4 separate regions of the Mus musculus genome follow, and all the other regions are linked to region 2. The links are chromatin contacts, called in public HiChIP or PLAC-seq and Micro-C maps. All regions are on one chromosome and are shown on one strand. The core of a region is the stretch at or near the end of the contact, and the rest is flanking DNA. Distances in the headings are between cores, read along the strand shown. Region 1 holds the start of Aldh1l1 (aldehyde dehydrogenase 1 family, member L1). Region 2 holds the start of Fbln2 (fibulin 2). Region 3 holds the start of Fgd5 (FYVE, RhoGEF and PH domain containing 5). Region 4 holds the start of Slc41a3 (solute carrier family 41, member 3).

Region 1 (2,791 bases), core at 206-2,705, 660 kb after region 2:
GTGTGTGTCTATGTGAGTCTGCAGGATGGTGTGTGTGTGTGTGCTCTATGTATTTGTTGCCTTCTTTCAAGGGGGATTCAGTGCATAGCCCAGGCTGCCCTGGACATTTCCATCCTCCCACCTCAGCCCCTTGAGTGCTGAGATTTCAGCTCTGTGCTCCCTCACCTGCCTCCCTTCCCTCTGAACATCTGTTATTTATAGAAAGAGTAAGGGAGAAAAACACAAGCAAACAAAACAACAAAAACCCCACTTCTGGCTTCAGTCAGGATGGCTGCAGATCAGCCGTTATCACAGCTCAGGGACAAGAAGGAACATGGAGTGAGGACTGTCACATAAAGCTGGCCTTTGGCCACACAGATAGCAAATGAGGGTCTGGAGGGTCTACTGAGCCCCAGGCTATAGGGTGCAGACTCCCACCCCTGTCTTCTTGTCATGGGACACCCCCAGGGGCTGCTGAAGCCTTGGGCCTTCAGGGACTCAGAGGGCTCCTGTTCCGCAGGTCCCTTCTTCTAGCCCCTGGGTCAGGACAGCAGAACAGTGGCAGGAGCCCTCCCTCTATAGCCTGCTGCAGTCCCATGCTGGGAGCAGACCTAGTGGTAGTCAGAGTTCACCCCATGGCCAGACATTCTGCAAGGAACCCCCTCCTATAACTGCTCAAGGCTGACCCTCTCCTATGATAGCCTCTTTGCCCTGGCTCCAGGTGGGGGGTGGATAAGTCCCTCAGGGAGTCAAGATCAGACACTTCCATGATCCTGGGTGTGGCTACAGGGAACAATAGAGCAACCCAGCTCTCAAGCCTGCAAGGCCTTAGTGAACTTCACCTTCCCTGTGTCTCAAATGCCTCTGTAAAATATGTCCCTGCTGTCTCCTGGGCACAGAGAACTTATATGGACAGAGGACAGTGCCAACACTCACCACCAGCTGCCTAGGACCAGAATTCTCCAGGAACCTCAGGAGAGGTGTACTGTTAAGACACCACACCTCCACATTTTACAGACCAGAAGCCAAGATTCAGCTGTGCTCAAGAAAACTCCTAGGACATGAGCCTGGGGTGGTGGTGCACGCCTTTAATCCCAACTCTCCGGAGACCCAGGCTGGTCTACAAAGCTTGTTCCAGGATAGTCGAAGCTACTCAGGGAAAACCTCCCTCAAGGTGGGAAAAAAAGGGCAGGAACTGTAGTTCCCAGGGCAGGAGCTGAGGATCCAAGGTTCAGCGGCTGCCTGTAGTGGAGAGGATCTGGGTGCCTCTCTCAAAAACAAAAGAAAAAGAAACTTACCCAAGGTCAAAGACGGGAAGTAGGGAAAACAGGGTCACCGGCCCAGGGCTCTGGGCTAGCAACCCAGAAGTACCTGCTAGCTGCGAGCGTCAGTCAGCTGTCAGCAGTCAGCACAGGGGCAGCAAGCTCCCAGAAGGGCGCACAAGCTCGGGTCTTGTGCAGAGAGGGTTAGGGTCAGTGCTCCTCCTCCAGGCAGAGAAGAGGCGGGCTCTAGGGCCCGCCCAGCCTAGATCTCTCCAATCATAGGAGGCCCTCCGGCCAGGCCCCCAGATATGACCAATCAGGAGATCTTTCCCTAGTCCCTAGAATGGGGTGAGGGATTTGGGAAGTGGACTGGCAGAACCAAGCTCAGGTCATCCGTCCATTTGCGGGGACCTTGCTCCCCAGAGGGCTCCGGCTTTCCCTTCTGCAAAATGGGCCACCATCGTCTATAAAAAGCACCGTGCAGCGACAGGCACGTCCTCAAAAGGCTGGGTTGGAGACCTCCCCGCCTCCCCGCACCCCCAATTCCGGGTAGAGTTCATTGCCTAGCATGCCCGGAACCTAACTGGTCGCCCAGGGCCCAGAGCCAGCCGCTGATTCACCAGACCAGACCTCGATGGGACTTCAGTGAGCCTCAGTCCCGAGACTGGAGGTGGGCATAGACCCATGAGTGAGGAGGCAAGGAGGCAGGAAGCAGGAGGCGGGTCTAATCTGCTGAAGGTGGGACCTATGGAAAGTGCAGCTGGGAAGGGAAGGGCAAGCCCTAGCTGGCCTAGTCCCGGCCTTCAGGCTTTATGCTATTTGGGTCATTTCCTTCACCCAAGCGTGATAAGCAAGGAGCACAATGCTGGTGACTGAGACATGCAAGGTCACCCATCTGCTGTGGACCTGGGGTTGTGTCCTGGTGGGCCTGAGGTTCTGAATCCCATGCCCTTCCCACCTCTTCACGGCCTCTGGTTTTCTTCTCAGAAGTTCTCCTCTGGCCCTTCCACCTTGTCACAGACCCCCTCCCTGGGCAGAGTCATTGTCCTACTTGAGAAAAGTCAGAGACAATACAGGGTCCAGTGACATGCCCATCACTTCCTGACCAAAGCTCTGTCCTGCAGGCTCCCTCCCAAGGATTCTCCCCTGCAGCTACTCCATTAACCACCCTGCCTCTCAAACCACCGCTGAGACTCCTTACTCAAGCTCTTCGCCCCTCTTCAGTACACCAGGCTGGCTCTAACCACATCCTTTGCACTGGCTCTGCCTCAAGCAGACCCTTGGATTGTGATAGCAGGCACCTCTGTCTCTTACCAGCCAGACAAAGTCTGGCTCTGGGTTGCTCAGCCCAAACATATTGTACCCTCCACACAACCTAAGGAGCCTCTTGGGCTCTTCTGTGCCCCTCCACTCTCAGTTACTGCCAATAGAGAACTAACCATGCCCTCAGTGCCCCTGTCCTCTGTGCATCTGCTCTCCTACCAGACTGTAAGCTCTCTGAGATCAGGAAATGCAACAGTTGTCTTTCCTGCTTCCTTAACAAGGCAGAT
Region 2 (3,225 bases), core at 385-2,884:
AGGTCTCCAAAGGCCAGACAGGAGCCCAGAAGAAAGATCTGGTAGAGACTGCAACCAAAGGTGCCCCTGGCCCATCCCTAAGGGAAGGCAGCCAGCAGCACTGGTTGAAGCACTCCACAAAAGCATATGAATCCTAACCACCAGAGCTTGCTTTTTTTTTTTTTTTTTTTTCAAGAAAAGACGGAAATCCGGACTTTTCTGTGAAAGCTGCCAGTTAGTAAATGCTGGCAGCTAATTAAATTTTTAAAAACAATAATAGCATACTGAGAGCCAAGCAAAACATGCAGAGCTAGTCACAGCCGGGGCTGGCGGGTCTGCACCTCCAGTCAGATGCTTTCTACATACTACATGAAGGGGTGGGCGGGAAGACAAGAGGTACCCACCCTTGGCAACATCTCCCATCCTGCCTTTCCTCTTGGGGGTCCTGCACACACACACACACACACACACATACTTGGCACCTCTGGAAGGTGAGGCGAGAGCTCCGATCATTCCATCACAAATATGTATTAGCTCCACTCAATGCCAAGCCCAGGGAGCCCTCTGCTGCCACCCACCCACGTCACCCAAGCTCTCCTGGAGAGGGTCAGGTTCAGCATCCTCTGAGCAACAAGGACCCACACACCACAAATTCCTTTTTGTCTCTCTGGCCAGTCATAGAACACCTGCTGGCTCAGACCAACTTCGGACTGGTCCAAGTGGCCATCACCGTGAAGCAGATGGGCACGATCTCAGGCTGGCTGAGGAAGAAAGGATGGACTCTTGCCTAGGAGAGGGGGGGCGGGGAAACAAGAGGTGGTGAGGAGCCAAGCCCACCCCTGAAGACTTAGCCCCTCCTGGGCCCCCTAGGCCACTCCAAGAGTGAGCCAAGACTAACACCAGCAGCCACCTCCTTCTCTCTAGGCTGAGGCTCCCACTCAGCAGGGGAACCGCAGATGCTAGGGACCATGACTCTGTCTGTGAACCTGAGTGTGGGGCCCTCTGTGTCCAACACAGGCCCGTGTGGGAGATGTGTGTGGAATAGCGGATGGAGATAAGCGAAGCATTGAACCAACCGGCACTGAACCAAACTTTCTATGGATGTCGAACGCACACGTGCCTAACACGGACACATATGCATGTCTGAAGGATGCCTAAAACATGCAAGTGTGTGTGAAAGCACTCACGTGCAGAGGGATGTGGGAGAAGTGAACGTGCACAGCCCCTGCACGAGAGATTCTGGGCTGGGTGTTGGGGTGGCCTGTGCCTCTGCAGAGCTTGCAGTAACTTCTGCTAGTGTGAGTGCATGTGTGGCAGTTTGTGACTGAGGGTGGGGTGGTACCAGACCGAGAGGCCCAATCTTTCCCGCCGGGGATGGGGGGCAGCTGGGGGAGTGACCCTGGGAGACCCTGAAGGACTAGTCTGGTGTCTGGAGAGCCAGAGAGACGAGCCAGCGATCAAGAGAACGTGACTGACCTAGAGGAAGCGCGGGGTGGAGATCGAAGGCTCTGTACTTACCCGGTGCTCTGTGTTGAGCTGCGCCGCCGTCAGTCTGTCCGCGCACCCGCCGTCGGTGAATCCAGAGTCCGGGTGGCGCGCGGCTCGGGGTTGGAGAAGAGCGGGACTAGCCAGGCCTTGAGACCCCGCCCCACAGGTCCCGCCTCAGGGCGGGGCCTCGATTTTGCTAAGACTTCGCCCAACCCAGTGCTCAACAAGCCCAAATAGGAGCCCAGGAGCCGGCGCTCTCCTGTCCGGGTCTCTGAGTCCCTCTTTCCACTCCCTCTCACCATGCTTTGGCTATATTGAGACTCAGATGTCTCAGTACTGCGCCACCCTTTAGCTTCTCCTCCTGGACCCAGCACCCTGTGATAGCCAGAGGTACCCAGGCTCAAAGCTGCCCAGGGACAGGTCTGCAGAAACTAGGCATGGGCATGCTCCCATCTTAGTTCTCCACTGTCTAGATCACCCTGCCCTTTTTCTTTTTTTCCTTTCTTTCTTTCTTTCTTTCTTTCTTTCTTTCTTTCTTTCTTTCTTTCTTTCTTTCTTTCTTTCTTTCTCCTCCTCCTCCTCCTCCTCCTCCTCCTCCTCCTCCTCCTCCTCCTCCTCCTTCTTCTTCTTCTTCTTCTTCTTCTTCTTCTTCTTCTTCTTCTCCTCCTCCTCCTCCTCCTCCTCCTCCTCCTCCTCCTCCTCCTCCTCCTCCTTCTTCTTCTTTTTTTATCCTGATTCAGTTGCCTGTACTATGGTGTGGCTTAGCCAATCCTCTTGACCTCTGTGGGTAGGGAGCTGTGGAGAACACTGTCATCCACAGCACAGTGCCCAAGAGGCAGTCAACACTCTGTAAGATATAAACTCAAAACATATCATTACTGGGCCCTTGGCTCCCTGCCCCCCAAATGACAGAGGTGTCTGGTCACCACTGTCCACTCTCAGCAGGCCCAGGGCCTGTGCATGGTAGAAAGTCAACAGTGAGCTTCACTGTCTGAGATCCAGGACTGCTAATCACCTCCCATACCTGCCAGAGATGGATGCCCCTATAGCCACTGCCCGTCATCCTAGGAGCAGCTGTGGCCCAAGAGTAAGACCCCATGGCCCAGAACAGGTGTGAGGCAGCCAAGAGCAAACAAAAAGACAGAGAAGGAAGCTATCTGCCCAGGGTTACATAGCTGCACCTAGAAAGAGCCAGGGAATTGTAGAGGAACCAGGATGGGTTGTGGAGAGCAGAGCTGAATGGAAAAGTCTGACCCAGCCTGCCTCTGTGGGCTCTTTCCACAAACGCCTCTCTCAGGGCCTTTGTGTATGCTGTTAACCTCTACCCGAACACCTCTCCCCCAGGAGCCTAGGGCTGGTGCATCCTTGTTTTGAGATAAAATATCCCCTTTCTGAGACCACATCAGAGCCCTTCTATCCTGCCACTTGGCTGCATTCTCTCCCTGGCTACCTTTTTGAGATTGGTTTATAAATGATCGTTTGTAGAATTACTTAGCAGCTAAGACTTCTTTCCCATGCAGCTGTGTGTCCTTGGGCCAGTCACCTTGGGCAAGTCCCTTCCCTCTGAGTTTTGGCTTACTTCCTCAGGGGCAAACTAAACAATAGGTGTCAAAGCCTACATCAGGGGTTGAGCTGAAATCCCAAAGTTCCAGAGGGGTGTGTTCAGTAAATAGTATATGAGAATAAAGAGCAGATGAAACCCTTCTCTCTATGGCCAAGAGCATAGCTGCAGCAAGCATGGACCCTTTCCCCACTACA
Region 3 (3,127 bases), core at 282-2,781, 770 kb before region 2:
ATTGAAAAGGGAATCATGTCTACAGACACAAATTACAAGGCAGCTAGATCTAAAAGTGCCCACTGCAAAGGCTTCCTGGGGTCAAATCTACATCTAAATTTGTTCTGTTTCCCTCCACCCTCCAGACTCTTAGGAAAGGAGGGCCTGCTCCAGCTTCATACAGGAAAATATGGGGAAGCTGGACTGGCTCTCTCCATTGTTACCAAGCTGTTTTGTTAGGAGAGTAGGGAAAGCCAGCCTATCTCTGTCCAGACTACAACCTTCCCCAGAGAGCAGTGGGTAGCCAGCCCCTGGGAACCCTGTTCCAGTCCTCTCCACTCCTATGCGGTGACTCTCCTCCTTATGCCCCTCAATTCTGTGACCCACGTTAATTACCCTCAGCAACACCAATGCCTGGACACAGGGAGGTGGCTGCCCCACTCCTCAGTCTGTTGTAAGACCAGCCCAATGTCTCCAGCCGCACCTTGCTCCCAAGACAATGACTTTTCAGTAAAACACTCTTAAAAAGAAAAAAAAGCCTCAACTCCTCCTGCCCCTCACACACACCACCACTACTGCCACCGCCACCACCGAGGCCACCACCACCACCACCAACAGCAGCAGTAACAGCAGCAGGATATGGTTCCAAGACAGCCAAAATGGTGGCTTCCTGTTTCTTTGGGGATGTGTGTTGGGAAGTGTGGCATTGAACAGGGTCCTTGGTGAGGAAGGAGTTCCTCTTCTGCTCAGCGATAGCAGTAAAAGAAAACAGGGTGCAACCGCGTGGAGCAGATAGGTCTCAGGATTACTACCTAGCACGCGCTCATCTTTGAGAACTTTCCTGTGTACAGCAGCTGGGAATCCAGATTCCAGGCACCGCCCATCTGACTGAGGCTCACTTTCTCAATCTGCTAAATGGCACTCCTCGGCAGAGATCGCTAAATTTCTTTGAGAACACTTTTGTGTTTCCCGGAATCACTGACCTGGTGAAGTCTGATTCACAGACTGAGACCCGAGGGGGAAGGGGGTAAGAGGGACGCTGACGCTCCTGGGAGTGACGGGGCCTCGGACCGGTAGTGGAGCCCGGGCTGAGGGTTTTAAGAGGGGTGCATCTAGAGGAACAGCCCAAGCTTCCTAACTCAACCAAGGTGTTTGATGGCAGAGTGGGGTGTGTCGAGCCCTGGAGTGCCAGAACAGACTGGCGTCGGCGCCCGGGAACCAAATGCAGCCACCAAAGGGTGAAGGAGGACCTGCTGGGACCCAAAGGACAGAAGGGGAAGGATTGGGTGTTGGAGGGCACGATTTGGAAGGCAGGGTGTCCTGGTTTCTGAGGGGACCCTTCCTCGGGGGACAACGGCGAGGTGCGTGGGACAGAACACCCGAACTCTGGGCTACTAGAGAGGGGAACCCGGGTCCCGCAAGCTCCACTCGCAGAGCCTGCCGCCGGAGCGCGGAAGGTGGCGCGGGCTCCTACCTGCTCTGTGCATCTTCCACCGCGGAGCCCGAGGCTGGTCGCTGCGTGCTGTGCGGGTCGGTCAGTCGGAGTCCCACTGCCGCCCAGTCCACCGCGCCCGCGCCCGCCCCGGCCCGGCCCGCCCCGGGCGCAGCACTCCGCGGCAAGGCGAGGGGCGCTGGGCGCGGGGCTCGGGTTGGGCGGGGCGTCCGCTCAAGCTCGGGGCTCCAGGCTCCGGCCGCGCCTCCGCCCCCTCCTATGTTTCCTCCCGCTCCCGAGAGGAAGGCTTTTTTTTTTTTCTTTTTTTTTTTTTTCTGTGCTGTCAGAGACCGAGGGTCCCGGCGTCCCCACGCACACTTAAAGGGGCCAGGGCTATGATCAAGGAGACCAAAGGAGCTGTACAAGGCTTAGGGACAGAGGCCATCCATCCCTTTATTTTCAGATTTGGATGTTCATTCAGTCTGGGCTAGGCGACCACGGAGCGTGATAGCTACAAGTTCTCTTCCTCATGGAGAGCTCAAATGAAGAGGTCGTTAGGGACAGAAGGCGAATTAAACCAACAAACACCATGGAGAAGCACCCTGGCTGTGAAGAAGACCAGTTGGGGCTCTCCATAGCCAGAACCCATGGGGAGTGTGTGAAATGCGCATTTCCGGGCCCTCATCAGACTCAGAATCAGAGCAACTGCCAGGACTTTCTGAGGAAACCCAAGTCAGAAGCCGGGAGCTTCAGAGTATGTCTGTGTAGTCATCCATCACCTCTTGGAGATGGCTGGAAAGGGCTATCTCGTTTCTGGGGGTGGGGGTGGGGGTGGGGGGCTTGATTCACATTGTATCCAGATAGTGAGACCCAGTATCTCCTCCGTACTGCCTGTTAATGACCATATAGATGCCTTTGCCCTCAGGGAGTCCTGTCTGACATACACAGTCCTACAGCTTGGGTCTGGAGCTCAGAGGAGGTCCCCAGTGAGAGGGGTCAACCAAACAAGAAGTGAAGGAGATAACTTGGGGGGACTTGAGGCATGTAAAGGCATGACATGTCCTTGAGCGGTCTATGTTTCCCTCTACTGTACAATTAAGAACTGAATTTGAATTTTTCAAATGACCTTTTCATCCCAGAGTCACCACACCAGACACTGAAACCTCCAGCCCTTTGTGGAAAAATACTTTTGACTCTGGAATAGAAAATTTATGGCTGGGGTCAGCGAGATGGCTCAGTGAGTAAAGAGCTTGCCACGTAAACCTGGACATCAGAGTTCAATCCCTGGACCTCACATAGGTGGAAGGAGAGAGAGCAGATTCCAATGGTTGTCTCTGGTCTCCACAAGTGCACCATGGCTTTGGGTGCCTTTCCCCAACTCATGCTAACATTAAATAGATGATTAATTAAAAGAGAAAAAGAAAAAGAAAAAAAGAAAATCTGACTGAGTACATTACTGGTTATTGGTAGATTCAATCGATCTGTGCATGGTGGTTAGCTCAGGATGGAGGTGATGCTGGTGGAAATGGAGGTGACAGAGATGACATTAGAAGTGAATGAGGACATTGGCGGTGAAACAGAAGGAGAGAGAGTGGTAGTGCCCCAGGTAGAGAAGGAGTGGTCATGCAAGTCATGGTGTCCTCAGTGTAGGTGGTGGAATAGGTGACGCAGAGGTGGTGAGCAGGTAAGAGGGGAAGGAGTTGGTGGTGATAGAGG
Region 4 (2,816 bases), core at 188-2,687, 610 kb after region 2:
CGAGGCGGGTGGGCTGAGTTTCTGGGATGGATGGGTTGCCTCTTAGCTGCCCACTATGTAGAATAAGGAGAGCACATCTGCACTTTATCTTCTTGACTTTATAGAACATTCCGGTGGGAATGTACGGGAACCCAAACTCAGGGTTCGAATCCCAGTTTCTCCTCTTCGCAGATGTGTGACCTTGGGAGAGCAAAATACCATCCACCTCAGAGTATGAACGGAGCGCTGTAAGACCCTTTATCCTAGGGTACCTTCAGAGGTTTTGCTTACTACCAAAAATATTAAGAGAACATTTCTAGAAATAAAGAATTTGTAGGTTTTGTGCTCAGTTCTGAGCAGCATGGTGGACCGATTCAGTTAACACTACACTGTCCCTCCTAGAACATGCAGCACTCCTCGGCATAGGGATCTATGCTGCAGATGCTGCCCATCAGCTAGTCACCCTCTCAACAGTTGTTAGGGTGGCTGAGCTGTTGGCCAAGCAACGCTTAGTCTACTTAATAATGGCACAAGTATAGTGATGGTGACAATTGTATCACAGTATATGATTACACCTGCCCTACCTTAGGGGTGTTCATCTTTTACTGTGTCTAGTTCACAAGTTAAGCTCTACCATAGGTATGTATATTAGGAAAACAATCTATATGTCTGGATATCATTCCAGGATTCAGACACTCTTTGGGAACATGTTTGTAACTCCCTGCAATAAGGGGAGATCACTATACCCTTCTATAGTATATTTTCCTTACAGGGCACTTGGCCTGACTCCAGGCTCTTCTGTACTACTTTACAGTCGTGGTTCTTAAGCTACCATAGTACCAGCATGAGGCCAGCCAGCGTCAGGAAGCAGAGCAAGCTCATCTAGATATCTGGGTCAGGTTGGAATGGCTGCGTCTCTAAGTGGTCTCCGTGGCGAAGAAGCAGTTTGAAAACCTGAGTTTTAAAAGATTTATAGAAAGGATCTGGTAGACTGAGGGATCTTCTCAAGTCTGAACAACCTCTAGCTTGACAACCTGGAGCGCAGGGACAGCTCGCTGAGCCTGCCTTAGGGTGGTCAAGGATGATCTCGGGGTGCTGAAGGAGTTAACCATAACCCCTAGAGTCAGGCGCTCTGGGGTTCATCACAGGCAGAGGGAGAGAGATCAGCGGGGCGGGTCCCTGCAGACCTTTGGAGCGAGGATGCCACAAACTGACCCGCCCAGTGTGCCTAAGACAGATCCTGTGCCCCACGCCCCATCCCGAGGGCCATTGACGCTCCGCTTTCCCTTGGCTTCCCCGGCTCCCAGTCCAGCTCCTGCCCGCGCTTACCGGTCCTCTCCCGGCCGGCGGCGAAAGCGAGGCGGCCAGGCGCGCGCTGGACACTGTGGAGGCCTGCGGCGGGAGGAAGCGAGAAGGGCAGCAGGCGGGCCAGCCCCGCCCTGCCTAGGCGTCCAGACAGAGGGGCGGGGCCACAGGAGGGGAGGGTTGCTGGGCGAGTGTTGTGGGCGGGGCCAATCCACAGAGGTGGCGCTTGAAAAACCCAATTTTTAAAGCCTTTTAGTCAGGACAGCTCTCTGATCGAGCAGTGGGGTGTGCAGGGATGCTCCCTGGGTGCCGAAGGACCCAATGACACGCCTCAGAGGCGGTGCCGCTTGGGGTGGGGCCAAGAAAGAAGAAGCTAGACCCCGGAACAGGACCATGAGTAGGGCGGGGTCACGGGCGGGGCCACGGGCGGGGGCGGGGCTGGGCGACGGAGTAGCCTCCAGTAGCACACTGCAAGGGCCAGCTTCCCTTAGGATACACATTTGCCTGTTCAGTTTTCAATCTGACATTTCTGAATATTTCACCTTTGAACACTTGTGTATGTGTCATGAAAGTTCTTCTGTCCTTCAACATGTGTGATCCTCTCACTCTTATCAAGATACAGCCTTGGAAGACTCAGCCAGCAGTGGTGAGCCTCAGTGGACACCAGCTCCTACAATCTATCCCGTGCCCCCACTTATGGCTCTTGGCTGATTCAAGAATCCTGAGCCCTGGCTGGATTCTAAGCTGCCAACTGCACCTGCAGAAACCGGATGTGCAAGACCTGTAAGACAGTAGTTTTGAAGAATACAACACAAAAAAAGTATGACAGGGCAAGGCCCGGGGAGATGCAAGCCCAGTTCCTGGATTCTGTCCCCAGCAAATGAAAAACAAAACAAAAACAGATGACAGTGTTCCACATGTTAGGAGAATTTACAGACTGGATGGCTTACATTGTCAAAATATAGTGCTGAATTCCAAGCTCCCAAAGTGATTGCATTTGTCAATCCAGCTTATGTAAGAGGTAGCAATGAACAAGTGAAGTCACAGGGTGCAGTCACAATGCGACTGGAGTCCTCTCAGGAAGAGACCCTGCCAGCTCATTCTCCCTGTGTGCATGCAGGTGAGACATAGAAAGACAGTAGGAGGGAGGCGTCACCAGGAATAGCCATCCATGAACCTTGAACTCCATGTTGATATGCTTTCATTTATTGTAACAAAATCAACTTATACAAAGAAAAGGGTTTATTTTAGCCCATACTTTTGAAGGTTTCATAAAGGTTTAACGAGTTTGATTCCCAGACTGAGGCACTGTGGGCAGGTGGGGGGTAGCAGAATCTTAGGTCTGACTAGAACAGGGAAAAGCAATAACTGGTGTCACAGTCTTGAAGAGAACCCTGGACCTCAGCCCCTGATCCCTCCATCACAAACCCTTTGATTAAAGGCTGACCCAGAAAGCCCTGTGACAGTGAAAAGGAGAGGCAGAAAAGACAACAGGAGGTTCACTACCAACATGGCAACACGTGAGTTCTGGG

The links. Hi-C and Micro-C count contacts between places; a contact is called where the count stands out from the background. HiChIP or PLAC-seq counts read pairs in DNA pulled down with a chosen protein or histone mark.
Region 1: a contact with region 2 is called in a Micro-C map of embryonic stem cells, with 4 times the contacts expected there. The contact joins the promoter of Aldh1l1 here to the promoter of Fbln2 in region 2. A contact is called at or near these places in 1 of 484 Hi-C or Micro-C datasets (embryonic stem cells) and 1 of 115 datasets of contacts at active chromatin or transcription factors (pancreatic cancer cells).
Region 3: an H3K4me3 HiChIP or PLAC-seq map of bone marrow-derived macrophages shows a contact between it and region 2, with 8 times the contacts expected there. The contact joins the promoter of Fgd5 here to the promoter of Fbln2 in region 2. A contact is called at or near these places in 1 of 39 promoter capture datasets (pre-B cells) and 1 of 115 datasets of contacts at active chromatin or transcription factors (bone marrow-derived macrophages).
Region 4: a contact with region 2 is called in a FOXA1 HiChIP or PLAC-seq map of pancreatic cancer cells. The contact joins the promoter of Slc41a3 here to the promoter of Fbln2 in region 2. A contact is called at or near these places in 1 of 39 promoter capture datasets (pre-B cells), 1 of 484 Hi-C or Micro-C datasets (Sertoli cells) and 1 of 115 datasets of contacts at active chromatin or transcription factors (pancreatic cancer cells).

What each region holds. Positions count from the first base shown.
Region 1 is chr6:90,549,457-90,552,247 of GRCm38.p6, reverse strand. Aldh1l1 (aldehyde dehydrogenase 1 family, member L1) reads right to left here and starts at 1,455. Exons shown (of 23, transcript NM_027406.2): 1 at 1,278-1,455.
Region 2 is chr6:91,211,173-91,214,397 of GRCm38.p6, reverse strand. Fbln2 (fibulin 2) reads right to left here and starts at 1,634. Exons shown (of 18, transcript NM_007992.2): 1 at 1,498-1,634.
Region 3 is chr6:91,977,369-91,980,495 of GRCm38.p6, reverse strand. It overlaps Fgd5 (FYVE, RhoGEF and PH domain containing 5), which reads right to left and starts at 1,531. Exons shown (of 21, transcript NM_172731.3): 1 at 1,454-1,531. The coding sequence starts at 1,466.
Region 4 is chr6:90,603,501-90,606,316 of GRCm38.p6, reverse strand. It overlaps Slc41a3 (solute carrier family 41, member 3), which reads right to left and starts at 1,437. Exons shown (of 11, transcript NM_027868.2): 1 at 1,309-1,437.